Linked DNA regions of Sus scrofa: all the other regions are linked to region 3. Evidence: chromatin contacts called from public Hi-C and HiChIP or PLAC-seq data. All regions are on one chromosome and are shown on one strand. The core of a region is the stretch at or near the end of the contact, and the rest is flanking DNA. Distances in the headings are between cores, read along the strand shown. Region 1 overlaps FOXO3 (forkhead box O3). Region 2 overlaps FOXO3 (forkhead box O3). Region 3 holds the start of FOXO3 (forkhead box O3).

What was found. Hi-C and Micro-C count contacts between places; a contact is called where the count stands out from the background. HiChIP or PLAC-seq counts read pairs in DNA pulled down with a chosen protein or histone mark.
Region 1: a contact with region 3 is called in a Hi-C map of liver, with 5 times the contacts expected there. The contact joins the enhancer-like site here to the promoter of FOXO3 in region 3. A contact is called at or near these places in 1 of 5 promoter capture datasets (fetal liver), 3 of 47 Hi-C or Micro-C datasets (fetal liver, liver and retroperitoneal adipose tissue) and 2 of 2 datasets of contacts at active chromatin or transcription factors (alveolar macrophages and skeletal muscle).
Region 2: a contact with region 3 is called in an H3K27ac HiChIP or PLAC-seq map of skeletal muscle. The contact joins the enhancer-like site here to the promoter of FOXO3 in region 3. A contact is called at or near these places in 3 of 5 promoter capture datasets (liver and skeletal muscle), 17 of 47 Hi-C or Micro-C datasets (alveolar macrophages, blood, embryonic fibroblasts and 8 more) and 2 of 2 datasets of contacts at active chromatin or transcription factors (alveolar macrophages and skeletal muscle).

Annotation. Positions count from the first base shown.
Region 1 is chr1:74,696,092-74,700,063 of Sscrofa11.1, forward strand. All of the region lies in intron 1 of FOXO3 (forkhead box O3), which reads left to right. Among named protein-coding and RNA genes, the nearest start is that of FOXO3, 68 kb to the left of the region's middle. Within about 2 kb of position 2,555, at least 13 of the 83 cell types and tissues checked have an H3K27ac peak or open chromatin away from gene starts, as enhancers often do. A contact at or near this core is called in fetal liver and liver, where this site is marked.
Region 2 is chr1:74,725,871-74,730,101 of Sscrofa11.1, forward strand. All of the region lies in intron 1 of FOXO3 (forkhead box O3), which reads left to right. Among named protein-coding and RNA genes, the nearest start is that of FOXO3, 98 kb to the left of the region's middle. Within about 2 kb of position 2,116, at least 25 of the 83 cell types and tissues checked have an H3K27ac peak or open chromatin away from gene starts, as enhancers often do. A contact at or near this core is called in liver, mesenteric adipose tissue, omental adipose tissue and 3 more, where this site is marked.
Region 3 is chr1:74,627,691-74,631,943 of Sscrofa11.1, forward strand. FOXO3 (forkhead box O3) reads left to right here and starts at 2,005. Exons shown (of 2, transcript NM_001135959.1): 1 at 2,005-2,622. The coding sequence starts at 2,005.

The DNA of each region.
Region 1 (3,972 bases), core at 1,305-3,804, 69 kb after region 3:
GCAACACCAGATCTGAGCCATGTCTGTGACCTACACCACAGCTCACGGCAACGCCGGATGCTTAACCCACTGATCGAGGCCAGGGATCCAACCCACAACCTCATGGTTCCTAGTCAGATTCGTTAACCACTGCGCCACGACGGGAACTCCAGCAAGCTTTATTATTTTAATCCATGTTCCTAGGCTACTTATAGACCTGAGCCCACATATCAGAGATACATAGGCAGATGTTAATTTTTGAAATGAAGAACTATATTGCCAGGGAGGGCAAGATAAAATCAGTTTATAAGTTACAGTGGTTTGGGGTTCTCTGCCTTCTTAGATTTCTTGTTATGGTTATTATTCTCAGGGAATCATTGACTTCATGGATTTTCCTTTTTTTTTTTTTTTTGATCCTTTACCATTCTGCGTATTTCTGAGTGAAAATGTTTTGTGAGAATAATCTTGCTTTTTAATGTAATTTTTTAATTGAAGTATAGTTGATCTACTGGAATAATATTGCTCTGTGTGTGTGTGTGTGCGTGTCTTTAGGACTGCACTCACAGCATATGGACGTTCCCAGGCTAGGGGTTGTGGAGCGGTAGCTGCCGGCCTACATCACAGCCACAGCAACGTGTGACCTGAGCTGCATCTGTGACCTACACCACAGCCCATGGCAAGGCTGGATCCTTAACCCACTGAGCGAGGCAGGGATCAAAACCCTTATCCTCGTGTATACTAGTCGGGTTCGTTAACCACTGAGCCACGAAGGGGAGTCCCAATCTTGCTTTCTTTTATCTGGTATTTTAAGTTCCTCAACTGGCCATGCCAATATGTTGATTAGGAATTTAGGTGATTTTTAAATCTGTTAGCCAATGACTTTAAATGAGTATTGTCCCCAGAGGTTTTACATAGGAGGTGGCATGTGAACTGAGCTTGAGTTTCTTAAGCTGAAAAGGATGGATGAGCACTGTGAGGGCAAATATTGTGTGTCTCTAATTTATGCTGTATTTCCAGCCCCTTACAGAGAGCTTAGTGTATGGTAGGGGCTCCTAACCAGTTGTCAAGGAAGTAACAACCGCAGGTAAGGGTAGCTAGTGAGAAAAAAGGCAGCAGTTCTGCCCAGAGGTCAGGACAGAGGGTGTGTTCTTCATGCTGTAGGGCAGGAGTAGTCTGCAGATGCCCTCTTGCATGCTGACATGCTAGTTGATGGTGGCTCCTGAGGTCATTCCCAGGTCTGGTGGGAGGGAGGGTTTGGCGTTCTTGTGGACATCAGGTCGGGGGTGGAGTAGGAGGGAGCTGATGTCCAATTGCTATTCGTTTGCTCCCCAGTGGATTGAAAATGGGGAGTGAAAGAATCTGACCTTTATGTTAGGCCATTTTCAGTCGGTACCAGTCTGCCTTCATGTATCCCCAGAATGGACCCAGGCTGGCCAGGAGGCTTTGGGGGCTCCTGAGGGGTGGGGATCTGGAGGCCTGGACCCGGGCAGCAGAGCTTAGTGCTCCCAGCAGTCAGATCCATCCCTGTATGGCACCAAGCTTGATCACAGTTGACCCTTGACCAAGGCGGGCTTGCACTGCATGGGTCCACTCATATGTAGATAGTTTCCAACAGTAAATATTGCAGTACTACATGGTCCACTGTTGGTTGAATCTGTAAATTAACCTCCTCTGCCTTGAACAAGGGTCAACTATGTTTACTGATGACTCTGTCTTTCACAGTACTGATGGCTGAGTAGAATATGAAGAGTGATCTCCTAAGAGTTTGCAGTCTCATTGGAGAAATAACAGCCAAAAAGAAAGAAAAAGAAAAAAAGGAATGGAGGGGAGGAAAAAACAAACCCCTCATAGTATATTTGTCATATAGTTCCGTGACAGAAGCACAGATGGTCAGATCCTTCCTTGAGTGGTTAGTAAGTAGGGTTAATAAATCTTTTTACTTACCAGCTGTGTGACCTTGGGCAGGTGACGTCCTCAGTAAGTTTTCTTCTCTCTTAATGGTATCACCCACCCCACAGGGCTATTGTGAGGATTAAAGGAGTCAATATATGCTTATTTAAAGTGCCTGGCACACAGTAAGTGCTGTGTAATTACTTTGGAAGTAGAGTCCCCAAGCTTCAGTTTCCTCTTATAATAAGAACTTCACAGGTTATGAAGATTGCCTGAAAAATCATCTATAAAGCATCCGGCACAGAGCCTAGCAGAGACCGAGTGCTCAGTCACCAGTAACCATTAGTCTTATTCTTTGATACTTGTTCCTTGGTCCAGGGTTCTTTGGTTCTTCCTCAACAGAAATGTGGGAAGATATCACGTATTTTAGTCTTCTATCTTTGCTTTCAGTTTCAGAATCTACTTTTCCGTACAAAATATGTGTTTGTTCCTGGGCTGCTCCATGCCAGGAAAAATGACAAGATTACCTCTGCTACTCCCCTCCTCCAAAAGCCCTGTATGAACTTGAAGTCTCTGACTTGCATATTTAAGCATTAACCAAGATAAAGCATGAGCTCAGCAGGGGCTTTCTAATGGCTAATCCACAGTAACCCGTTTTCTCAATCTTTTTTCTCCCACACCAGAGAACTGGCAGGGACAGGCTGTTTGTGGGGTAGAGGGGAGGTCTTTGGAAGGAAATGTCACTCAGGGGGTTGGGGCAGGAGGAAGAGTGACGTCTCACCACGGGTTTTATCTCTCGGTGCGTGACTCTTCACGGATCCATTTGCTTCATCCAGCACATGAGGCAGGGACAGGTGGGAGGAAGGAGGTTCCAGGCAGGTTCCACGGTGTTGAAAGTGTTTAAACCCCGCTCCTTGCCAGCTGTAATTAGGAAGAGGTGGGCCAGCCTTCTGCCCAGGGACAGGGTGGGGAGCACGCCTCCTTCCTCCACACTAGGCACTGGCAGGCAGAGGCAGCAGGTGGGAGGAACCCTTGGCTGGTGGAAAGGTTTTCATTTTTGTTTTTAAATTTTTTTGGTCTTTTTGCTATTTCTTTGGGCCGCTCCCACGGCATATGGAGGTTCCCAGGCTAGGGGTCTAATCGGAGCTGTAGCCACTGGCCTACGCCAGAGCCACAGCAACGCGGGATCCGAGCTGCGTCTGCAACCTACACCAGAGCTCATGGCAACGCCGGATCGTTAACCCACTGAGCAAGGGCAGGGACCGAACCCGCAACCTCATGGTTCCTAGTCGGATTCGTTAACCACTGTGCCACGACGGGAACTCCTGTTTTTAAAATTTTTAAGTTTAGTTTTTATTTTAAAAAAATTATTATAGTTGCTTTACAGTGTTCTGTCAATTTCTGCCATACAGCAAAGTGACCCACTTATATATGCGTTTCTATCACAAGTGATTGGATATAGTTCCCTGTGCTATACAGCAGGACCTCATTGCTTCTCCACTTGAAATGCAGTAGTTTGCATCTACTAACCCCGGACTCCTAGTCCATCCCACTCTTTCCCCCTCCCCCATGGCAACCACAGGTCTCTTCTCTATGTCCATGAATTTGTTTCTGTTCTGTAGAGAGATTCACTTGTGCCATATTTTAGTTTCCACATTTAAGTGATATCATATGATACTTGTCTATTTCTGACTTCACTTAGTATGCGCATCTCTAGTTGCATCCATGTTTCTGCAAATGGCATTATTTTGTTCTTCTTTTTTATGGCCGAGTAGTATTGTGTATATACACCACATCTTATTAATTCATTCATCTGTTGATGGACATCTAGGTTGTTTCCACGTCTTGGCTATTGTGAATAGTGCTGCAATGAATATAGGGGTGCATTTATTTTTCTCAATGAAGGTTTTGTCCAGATAGAGCCCAGGAGTGGAATTGCTAGATCATATGGCAGTTCTGTATTTAGTTTTCTGAGGTATTTCCATACTGTTTTCCATAGTAGTTGTACCAATTTACATTCCCACCAGCAGTGTAGGAGAGTTCCCTTTTCTTGTGGTGGAAAAGTTTTCACACAAGGAGGGTGGATGGTTTTCTCATCTCTAG
Region 2 (4,231 bases), core at 866-3,365, 98 kb after region 3:
GCTCTGAAAATAAAATGAGATTCGATTTTACCGAGCACAGAAGTTAGCCCTGGCGGTACCAGGTACAATAAGTGCCTTCAGTTTGCAGGTGCAGTGGACCCTGTTTTGGATTTTTCTTGTTACCTCCGTGCTCGCTGGGAAGAGACTTTAGAACCAGATGTGTTACCTCTGGTTTCGAGGGTGCCTCTGAGTGCTCCGGGTCAACCGTGTTGCCGAGTAATGGGGCTCCATAACATCCTGAGACAAGCAGAGGGTCAGCTTTACACCCTGGCCGCACCAGAGCCCATTCTCCCGCGCCCCCCTCCTCCCAGTAGCCCACTTACCACTCTTCTGCCCACCTCTCTAATAGTACAGAGAGTCTGAAGCTCCTTCCTAGACTGTATCGTCTTATTTTTGGAAATTGGGTTGTATAATCGAAGTTAATACCCAAGGCTGAGATTCGTCAACTTGAGAACAACCTAAATGCTTCTTCCTGTTTTACAGGGGACACTTACTTCCATTCTTCGCACATTGAAGATCATTCACTGGTCTCCTGTTTTCTAACATTTCATTTTAACATATAATTCATGCCTATTTTGTGGTGACTTCCCCTTCCCACTCATTCATTGATTAGAGTGAATGAGCACCTGCTGTGTACCAGCCCCATGCTAGGAGGTAAAGCCATAATAAGACATCTGGTTGTAAAGGGCTCAGTATGTGTCAGAGGAGATAGACATCTATCCTCAAGTTGTAAAGCAAGACAGGCTGAAGTCGGATGGATGGATGGATTATCCATCGTCTGTGCTCCCTGCACCTCACCCCTTAAGTTGTTATGGTAATCCGGATGCTGGGACGAATGGTGTCTGTAGCCAGTATTTACTGTACCACCTCAAGGCCTGGAGATCTGCGTCTGTCTCAGCTTGGCCGTCCTTTCCTGGCTGATTGAATTCAGGTTTGCTTTGTATCTCTCTGGTCGTGAGTCTCTTTCACTGTAAAGTTCAGGCTGCTTATTACTAGGTGGGTTTCACAGCCTTCTCCATTTTCCACAGTATTACTTTTTAACTGAACTTTCTGCCCTGATGATTACTTATATAATGCCACATGAGACGCTGATGTGTTCCTGAATTGTGGATGTGTATTTCCAGAGCCGTTTTATTCTCCATTTCCGCCCACAGTACGTTTTCAAACTGGAAAAGTTTGCAGTTTTTTTTTTTTTTAGTCTAAGTGAAAATTATGTTATTAATAAAACTATTTCTGTTCTACTTTGCAGTGTCAGTTTCAAGAATGTCCTCTTAATAACTTCGTGGCTTTTAACCCTTTGAAGCATCCATTTTGTGTGGCTAGTCCTGCACAGCCTTAAAGGGAAATTTAAGTAGCATGTGTTTGCTGAACCCTTTATGGAAAGGGGAAGGGATTCAGTCACATCAGGAAGAAGCCCGGAGAAAGAACAGGGACAGCCAAATGCTGCAGCTTTAACCTGCTTTCTGGAGGCTGTCTTTCCGTTGACTGCATGTTGCTTCTCAGTTAGTTGCTGCTTCTTCAGGGATCGGTGGGGAGGTGGAGCTGGAAGCAGGAGGGTTTGGGGGTGGAGAGGGTGCTGCAGGGAGTGGGTGTGGGCAGAGGGCGCAAGGCTGCCAGGGTTCTCTGTGTGCCGGAAGTGCAGGTTTGGCTGGGAGGAATGGAATGTTCCCTCTTGCCCTCCAAGAGCAGAAACAGCTGTGGAAGGTCTGAAAAGATCGCTCAATGAAAAAAATTTTTAAAAAAATCAATATGAAAATAAAAACCCACACTAGGAAACCCAGCAAAACTGCCTCTAACAGTGCAGGTAGCTCTTTAGGGGAGTTTTCTTCCCATCTAGGATATCTTTTTCTGTTGGGGGCAGAACAGATTGCCTAGGTCTTCCTCTCCTAAACGAGCTTCCCATGTCTTACTTTTGTTGGGATAGAAAATGGATTCATTTTGCCCATCACCAGGGTTGTTATTTTATTCCTCCAAACGAGAGGCCAGAATCTGTGCTTACTGCATAAAAACTTGAAACAAACGTTAGTTTTCCAAGATCTCTCTGGGTAGAAGATTATTGTCAGCAAGTTTAATGGAAATCTTGTTTCTAGCCGGAAATTTAATCCTTCAGCCAAATTCCTGACAATATTTATTTTAGAAAATCATTTTTTAAAAATAAGTCTCTTAATGGTTGAAACATTTAGTGTTCTAGAGATGAGTAAGAGTGGAGCTTGCCTGGAACTTGTCTTGCACATCAGGGTTGATTATGTAATCCTCTATATGAATGTTTGTATTTTCTTCTCTGTCTGAAAGGCTCCTGTAGCTGGTCCATATGTATAGTCAGAGATAATAACTCTGACTTCAGGTCTGTTTTATGCTCTCATACTTTGCATACTCACTTTCGATCAAGTTAGCCCTCAGATAACATGTAGGAGAAGAGGGTAAGCCAGCTAAATGGCTAATGGCTAATAAGAACCAGCCCTCACACTCCCCCCTCAGGTGGTGGCACTGTTTGGCCCTTTGCAGTGTCCCCTCCCTCCCCAGGGTCTTTGCACTGAGTGCAGTGATACAGTGTTTTGTACAGCCGAGGAATGAGACACTTTTTTTTTTTTTTTTTTAATATTCTCGAGGCTCTCTTTGCTTGTGTACTTTGGTTCTCAGAGAAGTTCAGTAAGTAACACTTGGAAGCTAATAAGTACCTCAGCATTGGGGTATGGCTTTTTCCGTGGTTATTTTTATGCAGTCTCTCTTTTTGGCATATTGTTTGAAGGACAGTCTATTATAAAAGAGATATGTGAGGCTGCATGCTAATTTAGGGAGGGTTCTGAAAATTACAGGGATCAATTACTGTCCCAGCCCATCCCTTCTTCAGCCCGTATCAGTTCCTACTTTTGCAAAAGTCCACTTGCCCTGTTTTCTGTCCATGCCTAGCGATTTTGGATGGAGAAGTGGCATGGGGCAGACTGGATGACTATCATACGAGGCAGTGCGAGATCAGGGACCCTTCCCCCTACCTTTAAGAAAAACAAAGATATCTGGACCTCAGTGATCTGCAAAACTGTTCTAAACTCTCCATTTTACTCTGTACCTATAAACATAACTTTAATCTATGAGCCTGATTCTCCTCCTTACCTTCTAAAATGTGGAACCTTGAACCTGAAGAACATGTGCTGTGCTGTGTTATCAGACCTGGAAGGACCAGCAGTACATTAGCTTTGGACTCAGAGTCTTAGCCAGTAGAAACATACAGGGGAAATTCTAGTGATTCTCAGCTCTAACTGCACCTTAGAATAATCAGGGGAGCTTTAAAAATGTTCCTCTGCCCAGGCCTTACCTGTACCAGTTCCTAAGAGTGAGTTCTTAAAAGTCTCCCCAGGTGCTGAGAAGAGGCAGCCAGGGTGGAGAACTGATACCTAAGAGAAATCATGGCTTCGGCCTGAGAACTGCCCTTGACAGAGCCTGTCATTATAAATCTAAGAGCCTGCCTTTGCCCTGCTGTTTTATGGCTCCCAGCCCCCAGGGTCTCCCCCTGACTCATGGTTTCCATCGGCCTTTTCACGTGACCATTTTCATCTACCTTTCAGCAGATGCATACATTTGGATTTAGGCCTTTGGCAGCCGCATTCTGAATTCTCAGTGCCCACAAGTCAAAGCAGGGAGACCTACTGGAAGGGCTGGTCCTGTGTGCAAGGTGGATGAGTATAGGATTTAAAAGTAGTCCTTTACAGTGGTCCCCACTGACATCCCTTGGGGCCCAGGGAGATGCCTGCAATCTGCTTGGTGGGAAGCAATGGGTCTGGCTTGGGAGCTGACAACCGTAACTCATTTTGAGATACAAAAAAATAAATAAATAAATAAAAAGCAGAGGCCTTTAAGAGTTAAATTACACAACTCCCTTTTTATTTTTAAAGTCAGTGGATTCCTTGTTGCCTTTGCTGAGAAAGATAAATTGATACCACATGTTGCTTCCAGACAAAACCCTCTCTGTGTTCCAGGGGAAGCACATGCAGCTGGTGTCTGGGTTAGTGGAGAGTCCTTACAAGGTAAACATGGGTTGGAAGGGGCTGGAGCAGACAGAGGGTAGCAACATTTGGGAAATTACCAGCTCCTCCTGAGTGGCACAGCACCTTTGAAATACTTTTAAGAGTTTGAAATCTTTTCCTGGAAGGAGCCGCCCTCTCACCTTTTGGCTTCAAGTGTATGATGCTCGGAAAACAGTAAGTGAACATTCGTGATGTCACTGCTTCCGTAT
Region 3 (4,253 bases), core at 755-3,254:
TCAGCTTATCGAAGTCCTGAGGGCCCCAACATCTTCGCTTGCTAGTACTTTCACGCTGAGGTAACTCTTATCATCAGCGGACAGCATCTCGTCTCCAGGTGTTACCTGGTGTCGGGTTCTAAAGGGGAACCGGACACCAGGGCGGGCCCAGAGCCTGGCGGAGGGACGCGCTGGCTAGGGGGACCCCCCAGTGCCAGGCGCCCTGCTCCGAGGCAGGGCGGCCACGCGACAGCGCTCGTGGACCGTTTGGGGCTCTGGGCTGCCCCCTCCCTTTTCTTCTGGGCCCGCGCCACGCTTTGTTTTCTTTGAGGCTCGCGGGAGGGAGGAGGAGCCCGGCGGGGAAGGCTGCTGGAGCCCGCCGTGTCCCGGCGCCGATGCGCGCCGTGACACCCAAGCCCGCAGCCCCGGGGATCTGGGCCGCGCACGCGCGCACATACACACACACACACGCGCGCACACGAGCGCACCCGGGCACGCTGCCCAGCCCTCCCCCTGGGCGGGGACCCGCTCGCCGTCAGCCTAGGTTGAGGCACCCTGCGTGTGTCTATAACTTTGTGCTGCTGCCGCGGCCGCCCTGCTCGTGGAAGGGAGGAGGAGGAATGTGGAAGGCGGCGGCGCGCTGGCTGACAGGCGGTTCCTCAGGCGGGCTGCAGCAGCGGCGGCCGGAGCGCCTCTCCTTGGCTGAGGTTGTGCGCCCCCTCCTCGCCGCGCCCCGGGCCCGCGCGGGATTGTGCGTCCTCCCCCCTCGTCACTGAAGGGAAGGAACCGAGGTAGGCGCCGGAGCTGTGCAGCGGGGCGGCCGCCTTCCCGGTGACTCCGGATCTGCTTCCGAGCTGGGCCAGGCGCTTCCCTTTTCCCTCCCCGTGACTCGGTGTGCGCGCCCTTCTTCTCTCCCGCTAGTGTTTTTAAAGGACTTGAGTGAAGGGGGGAAACTGTCAAGATGGCAGCAGTGGGAGCAAGGAGGTGATGAACGTGCTGGTCCGGGTTTTCTGTTGGCCTGGGAGACTTGTGCTTCCTGACCTGTTGGAAGATTTACGTTTCGACTACTCCCCTCCCCCCCGTTCTTATAGGGAAAGGGGTGGAGGGCACAACGCCCGCGAGAAAATAAACCACACCACCCCCAAAGTGGCCGTTGCTGCTCAGCTCGACCCTTGGCAAACACCCGCTGAGCTGCTTGTCTCCCTTCTTCCCGTCTTTCCCTGTTCCTGGAAGTGACAAGGGCCCGTTTGCGCTCGGACCCACATTCGCCCTCTCGGCCCGCGGGCGAAGAGAGGAGAAGGGGACTGCCCGCGCAGTCCTCGGGCTCGGGTCCTCCGCTGGGAGGGGATGGCAGGAGAGCGCGGAGGCGGCGGGGCCGGGACCAGGCCGGGGAGAAGAGCCGAAGACGCCACAGACTTTGGCGGCGGTGGCGCCGCGGGAAGCACTTGTGCGGGCCGGAGCGAAACATAAACAAACGCACGCACACCCGGGCTCAGGCTCCGACCGCGTCTGGGCTGCGCCAGCTCGGGCTGCTGCCCGCTTTAAAGGCGCGGCTCGCGCCCCTCCCCCGCCCCGCCCCTCCCCCTTCTTCCCCGCCCCGCCACCTAGCCCAGTGGAGACCTGCAGCTCCGCTGGCGGTGGCGGCGGGGGGAGGGGGTTGCCCCGTGCGAGCCTGTCGATTCGCTCCTGTCTCCCCCGCGGCCTGACCAGGGGGTGGCGTCTGCAGCGCCAGGTTCGCGGGACGCACGTCTCCAGGTCTGCCTGCTCCTGGGAGGCGGGCGCGGTGTGGTCGGGAAACGGCGGCGGCGGCGGCGGGCGAGGACTCGCCGGGGACTGAGCTCCAGCCCGGGATAATCAACTCTCCTTCTCTCTCCTCTCGTGCTTTCCCAGGCGGCGGCAGTAGCAGCGGCGGCGGCGCCCGGGAGCCCGAGCCTTCGCGGCGCCCCCGTCCCTCCCCCGCCGCACCCCGCCCCGGCGCAAGAGGAGAGTGTGAGAGCCGGAGCCGCGGGCGGGCAGGCGGCGAAGATGGCAGAGGCGCCGGCCTCCCCGGTCCCGCTCTCTCCGCTCGAAGTGGAGCTGGACCCGGAGTTCGAGCCCCAGAGCCGTCCGCGCTCCTGTACGTGGCCCCTGCAGAGGCCGGAGCTCCAGGGGAGCCCGGCCAAGCCCTCGGGGGAGGCGGCCGCTGACTCCATGATCCCCGAGGAGGAGGACGATGAAGACGACGAGGACGGCGGCGGTAGGGCCGGCTCGGCCATGGCGATCGGCGGCGGCGGGGGCGGCCCGCTGGGCTCTGGGCTGCTCCTGGAGGACTCGGCCAGGCTGCTGGCTCCCGGAGGGCAGGAACCCGGGTCCGGCCCAGCCTCCGCGGCGGGCGCGCTGAGCGGAGGGACGCAGACGCCGCTGCAGCCTCAGCAGCCACTGCCACCGCCGCAGCCGGGGGCGGCTGGGGGCTCCGGGCAGCCGAGGAAATGCTCCTCCCGGCGGAACGCCTGGGGGAACCTGTCCTACGCCGATCTGATCACTCGCGCCATCGAGAGTTCCCCGGACAAACGGCTCACTCTGTCCCAGATCTATGAGTGGATGGTGCGCTGCGTGCCCTACTTCAAGGATAAGGGCGACAGCAACAGTTCTGCCGGCTGGAAGGTGCGTACCCACCTCGGACGGGCGGACAGACCCGCCCGGTCTCCTGCGCAGTGCGAGACGCGCCTTCGATTCGTCCGAGCGCGCCTGCGGGCGCCCGGGAGAGGGGTTGGCAGGGAGAGCCTCAGCTGTAAGGCTTTGGGGGTTCTGTGTGACCTCCGGAGGAGGGGAGCCCGGGGACCGCTGCGGACGCGGCGGGAGCGGGAGAGGAGGCTCCTGGGGAAGCCTCAGGCTTGGCCAGATGGGCAGGAGTGCATTTGCCCGATTCCTGGGTTGTAGCGGAGGAGGTACGTCCGCGGCCAGCTTTGGAGCAGGTTTCCCCGTAGTGGGGGTGCGGCGAGGCCGCTGCGGGTGGAGTGAGGGGACTTGTTTGGGAATCAGTGCCCAGAGGAGGGGTTGGATTTGTGGTTTCCAGTCGGTCGCCTAAGCGTGGTGTGTTGAGACTAGCCAGATGAGAACCCCTGTGTCCAAGTTTCAGGCTTGTAGGTGTTAACTCCCACAGGCACATCGATCCCATTACAAAAAGCAGTGGTTGTAAACCTTTTCCTGGCCGGCTCTCTTTCCTTGCGTGTGTTAACACCTTTATTCCTAAGAGGTGTCTCAACCTTAAACCTTCCTCTGAGTAGCCTCTGAGATGATCTGGGCCCCGACCCGGCCAGCCCTTCCACCTCAGCGGGAACTGTCCTGCACCTGCTGCTTCCCCGCTGAGGCCTGGCCTCTGGAGCTGTTTCAAGCAGCGGGTCCAGGAGTAGAGAACCGGGGCCTGTCGCTTCACGTAAGCCTTTGGGAGGCAGGTTTGCTGGCAGAGCTGAGCCATAATGGCTTCTACCTGTAAGTGAACCTGAAGAGAGGCTCTCCACTGTTCCTTTTCAGCCTCTTGGGGCACTGGACACGTGGTAGGGAGAGAGGTGTGGAAAGGCCTATGATGTAATGACTTCCTGCAGTTGGGCATCCAAAGAGATTAACTCCTGTGCCCCTGCTGGGCTGCAGATACCCAGCGGCTTTGTTTTTGCCAGGCCCCCATCTCTGTGATATGAGTTAGTCGGTACCAGGCAAAAGAGAGCCCTGTGCAACTGGAGGGAGATACATATCACTTCATATTATTTCTCAGTTGCTTCTATTAACAAGTTAGCTTTTTTTTTTTTTTTTTTTTTTTTTTTTTTAATTAAAGAGGTAGTTGCTTCCTCCTTCTGTCCCTTCTTTCATTGTCTTTGGGGAGTCCTGTACTTCCTGGGTTCCAGTGGGTGTATAAAGAACAGTTTGACCTTAGTGGAGAACTGAAGCACTGGAGAGGAGTTAGTATATAAAGCTAAAGGATTCAATGTATTGACTTATAATTGTTTAAAAAAAACTTACAAAGTGCCATACGATTTTTTTTTTTTAGTGGTTAGTGTTGGGAAGGGCTTGTGTAGGTACCTTAAAAGCAAAAGGTGTGCTTTGATATTTTTCCACAAATTCCACAGATCTGTCTCATCATTTAACAAATGCTGATACTATGAATCTTATATCTGATTGAACTTTACCGCTTTGCAAAGAAATGTGAGTTGTGTGATATGGGGACTATTTACAGAAAGGATGACAGTTCCATTTCAAAGCAGTGCTAATGTGATACTTTTAAAAACTGAGTTTCCAAA